2 separate regions of the Sus scrofa genome follow, and region 1 is linked to region 2. Evidence: chromatin contacts called from public Hi-C data. All regions are on one chromosome and are shown on one strand. The core of a region is the stretch at or near the end of the contact, and the rest is flanking DNA. Distances in the headings are between cores, read along the strand shown.

What was found. Hi-C and Micro-C count contacts between places; a contact is called where the count stands out from the background.
Region 1: a contact with region 2 is called in a Hi-C map of liver, with 2.8 times the contacts expected there. A contact is called at or near these places in 1 of 5 promoter capture datasets (liver) and 6 of 47 Hi-C or Micro-C datasets (fetal liver, liver and skeletal muscle).

What each region holds. Positions count from the first base shown.
Region 1 is chr3:128,194,930-128,200,752 of Sscrofa11.1, forward strand. No RefSeq gene overlaps it. Among named protein-coding and RNA genes, the nearest start is that of RNF144A, 670 kb to the right of the region's middle.
Region 2 is chr3:127,944,437-127,950,555 of Sscrofa11.1, forward strand. No RefSeq gene overlaps it. Among named protein-coding and RNA genes, the nearest start is that of ID2, 440 kb to the left of the region's middle.

The DNA of each region.
Region 1 (5,823 bases), core at 2,417-4,916, 250 kb after region 2:
ACAAAAGGTTTTCAAAGTGAAACCTGACTCCATCAAAGCCTGCGTCAGTCCTGTTGTCCCAGGTCCTGGGGACATGGGGCAGGCAGCTGTGGCAGGAATCCGGAGGCCTGGCTGGGAGGCAGACCCCACTGGCCAGCAGGTCGGGGGCCCTGGGCAAAGTCTGCCAGGATCCCTGGATTCTATTCTTCTCATTTATACAATAAAGGGTTTAAGTAAGGAGCTGCTAAACTGAGACCTGCATTCAAATAAGCTGGGCAGCTTTTTAGACATGTTGATTTTCAGATGTGTCCTCAGAGATTCTGATTCCACAGGTCAGAAAAGGGCCCCAGCCACTTTGTAATACAGTAGAATTTGACACAACATTGTAAATCGACTATACTTTAATTTAAACTATTTCAAATAATAACTTAAAATACACAGAAAAAAACCCACTGCATCCCCCCCCCAAAAAAAAGAAAGAAAGGCAGCCTAGGACCCTGACTCTAGGAAGTAAGTCAGGCTATGGGGGGGCATCAGCATGGGACCTGCGGCTGACATGCAGGCAGCTTGAACTTAGAGTCAAAGAGCCCTTCCAAGTTAGTAACCTGATTTGGATTCTGTTCTCTTAGTTCAGAGGAGACACACACACACACACACATATCACTAAGCGTCCTCTTTCCTTCGGTCCCTGCTTTCCATATTTATGGGAAAAAAACGATGCCCCTCTAATTAAACTGACCTTTCCGGGGGGGGGGGTGTTCCAGGGGCCACTCTCCCCAAACCTGTCTCTGCTGCGTGTTTCACTAAAATCAGAAGCCTCCTTCTCTGCGGGGCAGCCGCAGTCCCCACTGACACAGGACCTGGGAAGGAGCCAAAAGGTGAGTGAGAGCCGCTGGGTTTCCTGTGCACCTGTGCGCCTACCATTTCCAAAAGCATGGTGAGCTTTCTGAAATCAATGAGAAATGGGAGGTCTCAGTTTCCACCCCAGTGTTTGGCATTTCCCAGTTTTTGTTGTTGTTCCTGTTTTTGTTTACTTGTCAACAATTTAGGAAGAAGGGGGATCAAGTTCGTTATACTATCTCAAGGGGCTCACGCAGCCCAGAAAAAAATGAATCTGTCCCTCTCTCCGAGGTTGAAACAATTTGGCAATCGCCTAATTTTCAGATGGGATTAACTTGGGTTTCTTTGAACAGATTGTCATGCATTTTAGTAAGTAAGTAGAGGTTAGAGACACATGTGGTTTCGTGAAATGAGGCGACGAGTTAAGAAGCGTGTATAAAAAGAGGTTTAAACAGCAGACGCGTGCCGTTTCTGTGCACCTAGGGAGGGAGGTTAGGAATACTAAGAAACGGGTCTTTATTCTGCAACAGCCTCTCTCTCCTTCTGTCTTTCTGATTACCTTAAATATTTAAGCTGCAATTGTGTTAGGTGAGTTTCATTTAATTAGCAAGATGATTCCTTAAAATCCATGCCACAATGCTCTCTGAGTGTGTATGCTGAGACTCACTTAATCCACATTTCCAGTTCCTTCATACATTTGAAAACAGACCATGATACTGGTCTTTCAGTTCTAGCGTTTTCCCGATGGCCTTTGGGCAAACGATCAGTTCTATTCCGAAAAGCCTCAGAGGCCAGAATCAGAGCCTGTGGTTCCCAGTTGGCAGTGGGCACAGAGTTTCTATTTTGCTTTCTCCTATTTCACCTGGGGCATCATAAGCACCTGCTCACAACACAGAGGGAGGTAAGTGTGACCCCACGCCTGGTGTGGCGACCTGTACACTAGGATCCAGAGAGCAGAGGTGAAACTGTGCTTCCTGCACTCAGGCGCCTCCTAGGTTAACGGAGAAACTGCTCTGGAAGGCAATAATTAAACTATGTGGTTATAATGCTATGCTAAACATTCCTTATTTCCATGATGTCACTGGAGTCCCCTCCCCCAAGAGGAATGAGTCGTAAAGGCCGTGCTGACCAGTCCGTCCCACATTCTGATTCCTAGAATTGTAGGTGCAGGGCAGGAGTGAGGGGTCGCCATAGACCCCCCGAGCTTGGAGCCCAGGGTGTGCGGTCAGGAAGGTGACCATGACCGGGAGACAGAGATCTCCCTCTGCCCTGCTCTTGACGGATCCTTTCTCACTTGTCAGCCATGGTCCCTCAAGACGTCACCTCTCTGAGGGCTGCTGTGAGAATTAAGTGGAAGGACACAGGTGGCATGGCCGGCCAAGCCTGCCAACCAGTAACCATCCGCTGTATTCCTCGTTCCAAATACAGAGCAAGGTCCTTGAAGAGTGGGTCCCAGCCATCCCCCTTTGTCAAAGGGATGCTGCATGCAGCGGTTACAAGGCACTGAGAGGGACTTCACACCATGGCACGGTGGGTTAGGAATCCGATTGCCACTGCTTAGGTCACTGCAGAGCTGTGGGTGCGATCCCTGGCCTGGCACAGTGGGTTCAAGGATTCAGTTCCTGGCCTGGGAACTTCCATATGCCATGGGTGCAGCCATTAAAAAAGCAAACGAAAAAGAGTAACTGATGGGGTTCAAACCCTAGCCCCTCCCGGACAAGCTGTGTGTACGCGTTCCGAGGTTTGTTTCCTCACATATGTCCAAGATGTGGAAAATAGCTGCCTTTCTGTCCCAGTGTCAGGAAGGCAACATGGGTCAATACACACAGAGCATACCTCAGTGTCTGCCCAGGCCAAGAGCCACTGCCTCCACTATCGCACACATTGGTGTGTGGCCTCTTCCCCTTGCACAAATCACCTTTATTAGAGACCCTCTGACTGTCGTGGGACAGACCGGGACCCATCCGTGCCTTCGTCCTCACCTACCCATGGGGCCGCTTTGGGGTGGAATTCCACCCAGACCGCCGCTGTCTGTGGACACAGAGCTTCCTCTGGCCAGGACTGACGAAGGATGGCAGTGGATCTCGCTCCCCTCATTTGGTCTCTGGTGTTGTGCTGGGAGACACGTTAAAAGTGGAAGCTTGTCCAGGCCCCTCATTTCCTAAGGAGAGAGAGGCAGAGACCTTGAGAAGGTAGGGGAGTTTGTCTCCGGGCGGCCAATGTGAGAACCTGGGCTGGAATCCATGCCTCATGTCCTGGCTGCTGCTCTTTCCAGAACATGTTAAGAGGCAGCAGAGTAAACGGAAAGACCATGAACTTGGAGTCAGCAGGCCGGGTCCAAATCTTGGCTCCTCCGATGTGTCACCTGACCGTCTTTATCCAATACAGAGAGATATTAACTCCTTTCTCACGGAGCTGCTCTGAGGATTAAACAAGGTTCTGTGTGTGAAAGCACCTGGCTTGAAGCAGGTGCTTAATGAATGTTCGTTTCTTCCCCATCACGGTGGAACTTGTATATTTATAGATGCGTGGAAACAGGAGGGAGACCAGAAATAACAAAGGCTCCTGATGGAGCAGCTGGCCCAGAGCCTGCACTCAGAGGTGTGCACAGGTGAGTGCCTTAAGGCGGCGACCCAAGCAGATACTCAGCATTGGAGCAAAGAGCCAGGGGATCTCTGTCTTTTTTTTTTTTTTTTTCCAGGAACACAAACGAACTGGCTAGGATGCTGTGGGAAAGGAGAGGTGGGTTGTGAAACCCACAGGTGGCCCTGAGCATGGCGGTGACGAGAGTCAATGTCAAGGCTGTTTTCCTCTGGGCCATGCCCACCGCCAGGTTCACGGGGCCCTCCGCCAAGTCAAACAGGGCTCTGCGCAGTCAAAGCTGCACTTGCTCCAGGCGCTCCCGGGGACCAGCTTAGGACTCTGGGGTCAAACGTTCGCCCCCTGTCAATGGGAGGCCATGCACCTGTGTGGCTGTAATGCCCGCTGAGAAGCCAGCCCCTCTGTTCCCCCCAAAGCTCCCAGGTTTGCATATTCTTTAAAGCATTGAGCACTCAGTGAACGCCAAGCCCTCAGCCAAGTCTAAACATTTGCCTTGGCACTGGGCCATCCTAACACAGGGCCCCAGCGTTGTCCCAGGCTGACGCGCCTTAAAAGAGCTGCACGAGTTGAAATTCAGTGGGATCGTAAATATGCCAGGTAGACAGTTGAATCTGAAGATTAGAATCAAAGGGTGAGTTATTCAATCCAAGAAAAAGTCACGAATAAGCAAACCAGCATCCTGGGAGCCCGACCACACTTAAAAAGTCTTCCCTTCACGAATGGCCTGCTTGGTGCCCACACTCCGTTGTGCCCGCCTGCTTCGCGCTCATGACAATTAGTAGATATTATGCCTCTTTGCTGAGGCCTGAACTGAGGCTCCCAGCTGTGTTATAGCTGACTTAGCACAAGGTCAAGGAGCTAACATGTGATGGGGCCAGGGTTTAAGTAAGATGGATTTCATTGAATAAAAGAAAAAAGCTTAAGTTGTTTTTACCATATTCATGCTAAGAAACCAAGGTAAGTCAAAAAGAGATTAACTATCCTCATGAGATAAGAGGCTTAACAAAAAATGAAGGGACGTGTGGACTTCTCATTTAGCAGTCTGGTTTGCAGGCTCCTTACCTTAGCGAGGGCAGGAGACAGAAATTCAGGCTTCAGTTTATGGTCTCCAGTTCTTCTTCATATAGCCTGTGTCCTTGCCAACTGGATTATTGTCCAAATGCTCCCCAAGGCTTTTCACGGTGCCTTTGCCTTGCTGTTCCTTCTGCAAAGAATGTCTTTCAGATCTCTGATGCTTGACATCTTAACCAGCCTAATTCTCCCGCCTGCAAGACAGAACTCTCTCTCTTTTTAAAAGATTACTATTTTTTATTACAGTTGACTTACAATGTTGTGCCAATTTCTGCTCTACAGCACAGTGACCCATGTGTATATATTTATGTCTCATACTGTCTTCCATTATGATCTAACCCAAGAGATTGGATAAAGTTCCCGTGCTGTGCAGTAGGACCCCCTTGCTGATCCATTCTAAATGCAGTAGTTTGCATCTACAGATCCCCAGCTTCCAGTCCATCCCACTCCCTCCTTCCCTCCCCCAGCAATCACAGACCTCTGGCTCTTGCAGGTCATTCAGAGAGCGACATGCTCAGTTTTTTTGGGCCCCCCTCTTGGTTAGAGTATAGGTTCCTGAGTTCTGCCTCTGGAAATTCTGATTTCCTAAGTCTAGAATGGACCCCCCCAAAATCTATCTAAATCAACACTTAGGTGATTCTGGTGCCGAAGATCCATGAGCCAAGCATCGAGGAACACACGCCTAAGTTTATGGAGTCTCTCCCATTCGAAACATTGCAGTTTTTCTTCTTTTAGTCGTTGCTACGCATTTTTTCTTACCTCTTTAGGCTTGATGTGGGGGCTGCATCTTATCAATTTTTTTATTCTCCTAGTGTCAGACACCTAGTAGAGACTTCATAAATAGTTATTTAACTGAATTTATTGCCATTTTTATTAAAAAGAAAGTATTTGGTGAATATTATTTTGGTGCCCTTTCCCCCTCATGGCAGGTGAAGTGTAATTTGGGGGAAGCTTTAGGGGGAATAAAGATCACAGCTATGGAGACATGGGAAAATAAGGATGATGGAGAGAAGCATCAGTGAGGAAATTCTTTCACCTCCCAGGGGATAAATAAGGTGAACCCAACCTTGATATTTTGAGAGGAAATGGAAAAGCTTCCAGGAAGCAGGCTTTAGCACTCTCTTTTGATGCCAGCTGACTTTGAAGGATATTCAACCCTGGCTGGTTTGGAATCTACCTGGCAAGGAGAGACCGAATTACCTTGATTGTTTTGGGCCATTGGACCCTAACAGGCTGAGATACAACCATTTAAGTCTCTCAAAAGTTTATACATCTACACTTTCAGATAAATGAATGTATCTGCAAAAATTTCCAATACAATCGCCTATGTAG
Region 2 (6,119 bases), core at 3,440-5,939:
CAAAGAACAGAACGTGAATCAGAATGATCAACCAACCAGAAATCAACAAATAAATGTGTTTCCTAGTGGTGTAGATAAACCAAGTCAAATAAGGGGAAATTCAGGCCCATGTTTGTAGGTGAAGTTTTGGAGGCCAAAGCAGTATTGGACATATCTGGTGGAACATGTGCTCCAAAAATAGACATTAATTTGTTCAGTAAGTCCAAAGTTGTCATTACATGATAAAATTGAATGATGGTCACTAAAAGTGTGTTTCACCCTAGGGAACTCAATTTTTAGAAACAATTTTAGAATTGTTTTGGATTAAAAAGTAACATCACTAAACTGCCTGGTCAGTCCTTTATTCCTCTTTTTTTTGAGAAAAAAAATATCCAAGTTTCCTTTGAATCAGGCTTGAACGTTCCTGGAGGGGTTTGTCTGAGGCCCTATAAATTGCTAACGCTCCATCTTACCCTGTCTTATACACACAGAAAGCACCATAGTTGCACGTTTTGGTTTTTAATAATTTTTCCACTCCTTTCCCTCAGGAGTCCTGCAGAGTCATCCTCTGTTGGAAAAGCACACGTGAAGATTAGGGCTCTTTATGAGAACAAAGAGGTAGTCTTTCTCGGAGAGAGTAATTCTACGCTGGCAGAGAGCTGTGCTGGATCACCTAATAGGCCCTTTTCTATCTCTCGTTTCTGTGATTCTATGAAAATCATCACTCGCTATAAGAAACAGATGTTGGCTGGTGACAGTGGCCGCCAAGATCCATCTTCCTCCATCAGCCCCTTTCAGAGGCGGGGGTTACCACCTCTTCCCCCCATTTCTCTACTCTGTGGCAGCTGAGGAGCTATTTTTAGCCCTTTTCCTCAGGCTGCCAATTATAATTATCAATATCTCCACTGATAAAAAAAAAAAAGAGGCCTCATCTGAGTTGCACGCGGTATGTGATAAGCCAAGTTCGAGTTGAAAACAAGAATAGTTTCTTCCAATTATGGACAAAAGAGAGGTGCCTCTGGCACAGGGCTGCCATCGAGGCTGTGTGATCGTGGCCACAAGAGGAAAGCATCTTTGTGGACCATAGCGAGGTGGAGATGCTCTTAGGAGCCGCCATGGCTTGAGTAGACAATACTGTCTATACTGTACAGAGCTAGAGAGTTGCTTTAAATATAATAAATAAAAAGTGAAATCTTACACAAGGCAGCACAGCTTAGTAATTGCTGTTTTGGAGCTCACGTCTCTGCAGTTACTTAGCTCAGCATTTCATCTCCAGCTGCAGCACAATTTTTGCCAAATATAGATAAATGAAGTTAAAGTTATTGGCAACCACTAGTTCTGTGTCCCTGTTTTGAGTTTATAGATTTCATAGGAATGGCATTACTTGATTTCTGCCGCGGACTATTGTTCTTCCGAAGAGAGAACTTTTTCCACGGTATGGTCGGCATGGCATTTTGACAGAGGCTGGAAATGTTATCAGAGAGATAAATGGGCAGCTGGAGTGAGATTTCTGTTCAAACTATGGATCAGTTGAAATCTAGAGGTGACGGAAGGCAGGCTCCCGACCCAACCGGCATCTGTTAAGTGTTTCCAAACCTTAGCGGGATTTTCATAAAGTATCTGAAGACACTCCCTTTCATCACGGACCCCTTACAACAGTGATGGCTCCATTCCATCTGCAGCTTCCTGACACTCACCTGCAGAAAGAAGCAGCCCCATGAAAACTGTTTAGTTGTAGCCTCTAGTTCTGGTGAAATTTGAGGCTGTACAACTTCTGGTTAGAAGACTCCAAGATAGAGACAGAAACCAAGTATTATAGCATTATGTATTAAAAGGGGTCTCTGGGGTTAGTAGGTGCAAACTATGCCATTTAGAACGGATAAGCAGTGAGGACCTACTGTGCGGCACAGGGAACTCGATCCAGTCACTTGGGATACAATAAGATAGATGATACTATGAGAAAAAGAATGTGTGTATATACATGTATAACTTGGTCAGTCTGCTGTACAGCAGAAATTGACAGAACATGGTCAATCAACTGTAGTAAAAATAAATGTGTCTGTATGTGGATAAAAGGAAGAGAATTAAAAGTGATCTTAAGCGTTGGCGTTCCACGTTCCACTGTGTGCAGCTCCCTTCTGAGGAAGATGAACACTGACCTCCTTCTGATCACCTTCGAATGGACACAAAGCTTAGCCTTCCAACATCTGTTCTCCTTGGGGGGTCAGTGTTTATTCGGCACTTTTTTGGGTAAGTTGTTCTCTTCTCCAGCCTAAACTCATCGACTCCCTCAATTCTCTTGTTAAAGCTCTGTGTTCAGACTCTTGAACACTCGGGTGGCTTTGCCGCTTTGGAAAAATAATTTCTAGAAACTTACCCAGCGGCAAAAATAAGATGAGAAGACACATGTTGGAAAGAGATCATCAGAAGAGTCAAAGTCAACTCTATTTACACACACACACAATCTCAGTGGTCTTGGACATTAATTAACCTGGAACTATTTGGTTTTTCTACCTTTGTTTATTTTATTAAACTTACTGTGATGCCACTCCCACTTTTCCTTGCTCGCTGACCTCTTATGTGACATTAGAACTGAGTAACAACTTATTCTCATTTCCTCCTCGTCCCTCACACCTTCTTTGTTTCCCGCTTGCCTTAATTTCCTCTTCCACAAGTTATTTAAGCCCATTTAAAAGAGGAATATAATTCAGCAATGAGATAATACTTTAAATATCCTAAAGCACATCGTTTTCAAGTCTCAGAATGATGGTGACCGCCTCTATTGGCAATCGCTTTAGGAAATAACCCTCCTGTCTGCTGCCTTCCTACCAAATCTCAGGATTCAGAGCAGCCCCCCTTGCCCAGAGTTGGGAGGACTCCTTCTCCAGCCCATGGCAGCTCTGTTGTGACAGCTGTCTTGCTGCATTATAAATACATATTTTACAGAACTCCTCCCTCCAAACGGGTTAGTGACCACCTTTATTTTCACGTTCCAAGTCCAGCATGCTAGTGACTGAGGCAGAGACAGTCCTCAGCAAATATTTATGGAACGAAGGAATGTGTGAGCCACAAAAATAATTGGGGGAAATAGCACCAAAATAAAGGGATAGCCTCTGAACAAATCTGTAAAAGAAGCAAGGATGCTTTAGTGATGTGACCGTGTTTGGGTTTGAAGACCTCTGCTTGCTTGCATGCAGCTTGGCCCAGCCCACCCCCCACCCCCGGCGGCCTCCCCCAAGCCCAGCATGGATTCAGGGCCCAGAGCAGAGCAGGCTCTGTGCCTTGAGGGTGAGATTCTGGAAGTCAGCTGAAGGCACTGCTGTTGGAGAGCTGTTGCAAAGGGCTCAAGTGTGGGCTCAGTGCTGAAAAGTGTATTTGCAAGGTGTTTACTGGCTGCCTGTTCCTCCAGATGCACGAGGATCTGCTGCTGCTCCATCTCCTTCTGAGAAAAAAATGATGGGGCGGGGTTGGGGGCAGGTCAGGGGGCAGGGGCTCTACTACTTCTCTGAGCCCGAGTTGGTGACAGCAGTCTTGTCTTATAATAACAGAACAAGAAGTGCTTTTCCACCTACTCGAGTTATTTCATTTGAATCAGCCCTTCCCTATAGGAAAGAACCTGTCGGAATTCCGTTCTTCCACCTCTGAAGGAGGTTCCCAAATTCCCGTATATCCTGGGTCCTAAGTCTTACACTGAGGCAGAGAGACCAGGTCTGTGAGCATCTTTTCTCCTGGGTGAATATTTTATGATTCTGAGGGGGCCAAAGTGACCTGCCCCAAAGAAGCACTGAGACTGCGTGCCAGCTCTCAACTGAGAAAGGGCCGTGGAAATCCACTAGTATGCAGGCCACTGGCTTTGACCCTGAGGTCAGTTTGGGGTCATTCTTGAATGCTGGGGTTTCTTGGAGAAATCTTGCTTTTCTTGGTCAATGTAAGCTCACAGCTACCATTAACTTTGTTCTTTCTTTCTTTCTTTTTTTTAAATTAAGGTGAAATTCCCATCACATAAAATTAGCCATTAACCATGTCAAAGTGTGGAATTCAGAGGCATTTAGTCCATTCACAATGTTGTGCAACCACCATCTCTCTCTAATTCTGGAACATTCTCATCACCCCAAAAGGAAGCCCTGTACCCATTAATCAGTCACTTCCCCAGCCCCTTGCCCCCCTGAAGACCACTATTACATGACTCTTAGCTTTTGCATCTTAATACAGTGAGTGTTAGAAACAATTTCTTGCAGTCCTTTTGTTTTACTTGAAAAAAATGTATCAAATACATTCTGTGCCAGGCACTGCGCTGAAGCCATAATATACTTCACTCATTTAATCCTGGAAGCAACACGATAAAAGTTACTCTCTTCCTTCCTACTTTACAGGGGAAGAGAAAGAGGCAGAGGGTAGTCTAGTGACATGGTGACAGTCACACAGCTTGAGGGGGCAGAGGCAGGGCAGAAGCGCGCTTGCTCTTACAGGCTTGAATCTCTGTGTTCTGTCCTGATGCTGTGCCAACCCCTACTCCGGGGGGCCCTGCCTCTTCCTGCGGCCACAGAACTACCTTCCTTTCCACTGACCACAGGAGCCGTTCAATTCTTGGCCTCCTTCTGATATCGTTCTGAGGCTTTGCGAGCTCTGGGCAACGGAAGAAAGATCCAGTGTTAACATCTGTGTGGTAATTTTCCATGACTATCTCAGATGGCCGAAGACATGACTGCTATTTTCTGGATCACGACATCTTTCAGGCTTCAGACTGACCCCTCTGGACAAACAGGGCTTAGGTAAGAGTCCAAACGCTTCACAACATTCTTTTGGAAGTTGAGCAAAGCTGGAAATTTTGTCAGTGAGAAACAACCCAAGTTCATGGCCAAACAGTAATGTGTTTGTTTAACCTTGGGGGGGGTATTTTTTTTAGTTATAAAGCTTGATGTCATTGTAACCCTTCCCCTGGCTGAAAAGGCCACACAAAACCTGGTGGGACCCCGGGCTGAAAATGTGAAAACATTCTGTGTGGGTGTGTGTCAATACACATCTCTTTAGTGTATTTTAATTTTACTGTAAATGTAGACACATGGGTCATGTGAATACATAGGCCTCATTCCTTTCAAATTTCATTGTGACAGGAGCTACTGTTTGTAGCTATTTCTCCGACATTAACAGTTTTCTTCTGGTAAAACAAAGGCAGCTTTGAAGACAATGTATAGAATCAGAGAAGCATCACCGTTGTGGGAGGGTTCGGATTGTGTCTGGTGGTTGTTTAGGAAGGATTCGGGGAGGGAGCATTTGGGCTGCATCCTGTCGTGTGGGGAGCTGGGGTCCCTGCGCGCTCGTGGACCCCACCCCTACCGGAGGCCCCCGGGGTGATAAAGGTGTCAGATGCGTTGGGCTCACGGGATGTGAATAATCCCGGAGCCCCTTGCATGTCGTACCTCCTGTGATCCTCACCACACGCCCATGGAGGGGGTGCTGTTATCACCCCCATCTTACAGAGGAGGAGACTGAGGCCCAGGGTGCCCAGGCCCACTGCCAGCACTTGGAACAAAGCTCTCCATCAGCTTCCTTCTGCTTCGATAAAACCAAGGAAATGAAGTCAGACTTTGCTGCTGGATCTTCTGTTCAGTCTCCACGGGCAGAGCTGGGAGGGTCCTAGGGGCTTCCATCCAGCCCTGGTACCTGTCGCCCAGGGTGGCCCCGGAGCCTTTGGAGGGCCTAGGCGGTCTGGCCCCAGAGACACAGGGCTTGGAGGAGCCTGTACAAACATTATCTTCTCTATGCGGTTGGTTTTCACCTTATGGAGAAATAGATGCTTTCCATCCTATCTGGCCTTCTCTTCTCCCGCTGTGATGACAAGCATGGACGTTGAATTCTATACTATCTCAAAGAAATGGAGCCTTGTACGTCCTCAGAGCACATGCGGTTTTAGTACAACGTGATGCGTGGCCTTTAAAGGAGAGCCTCAGGGTCAAGAGGTGGGCAGACGCATGGCTTGGGGTCCTCAGGGGTGAGGACCAGCGCTGGCCAGGAAAGTTCTCATCCTCACGTCTGCTGCCATTTTCAGCCCTGTGAGCTGGCCTTCTGCTCACGTCAGGGGTCTGCCACAAGAGGGTAAAGGAGAAGACATACAGAGGAGAAAGGCCAGTGAGAGAAAC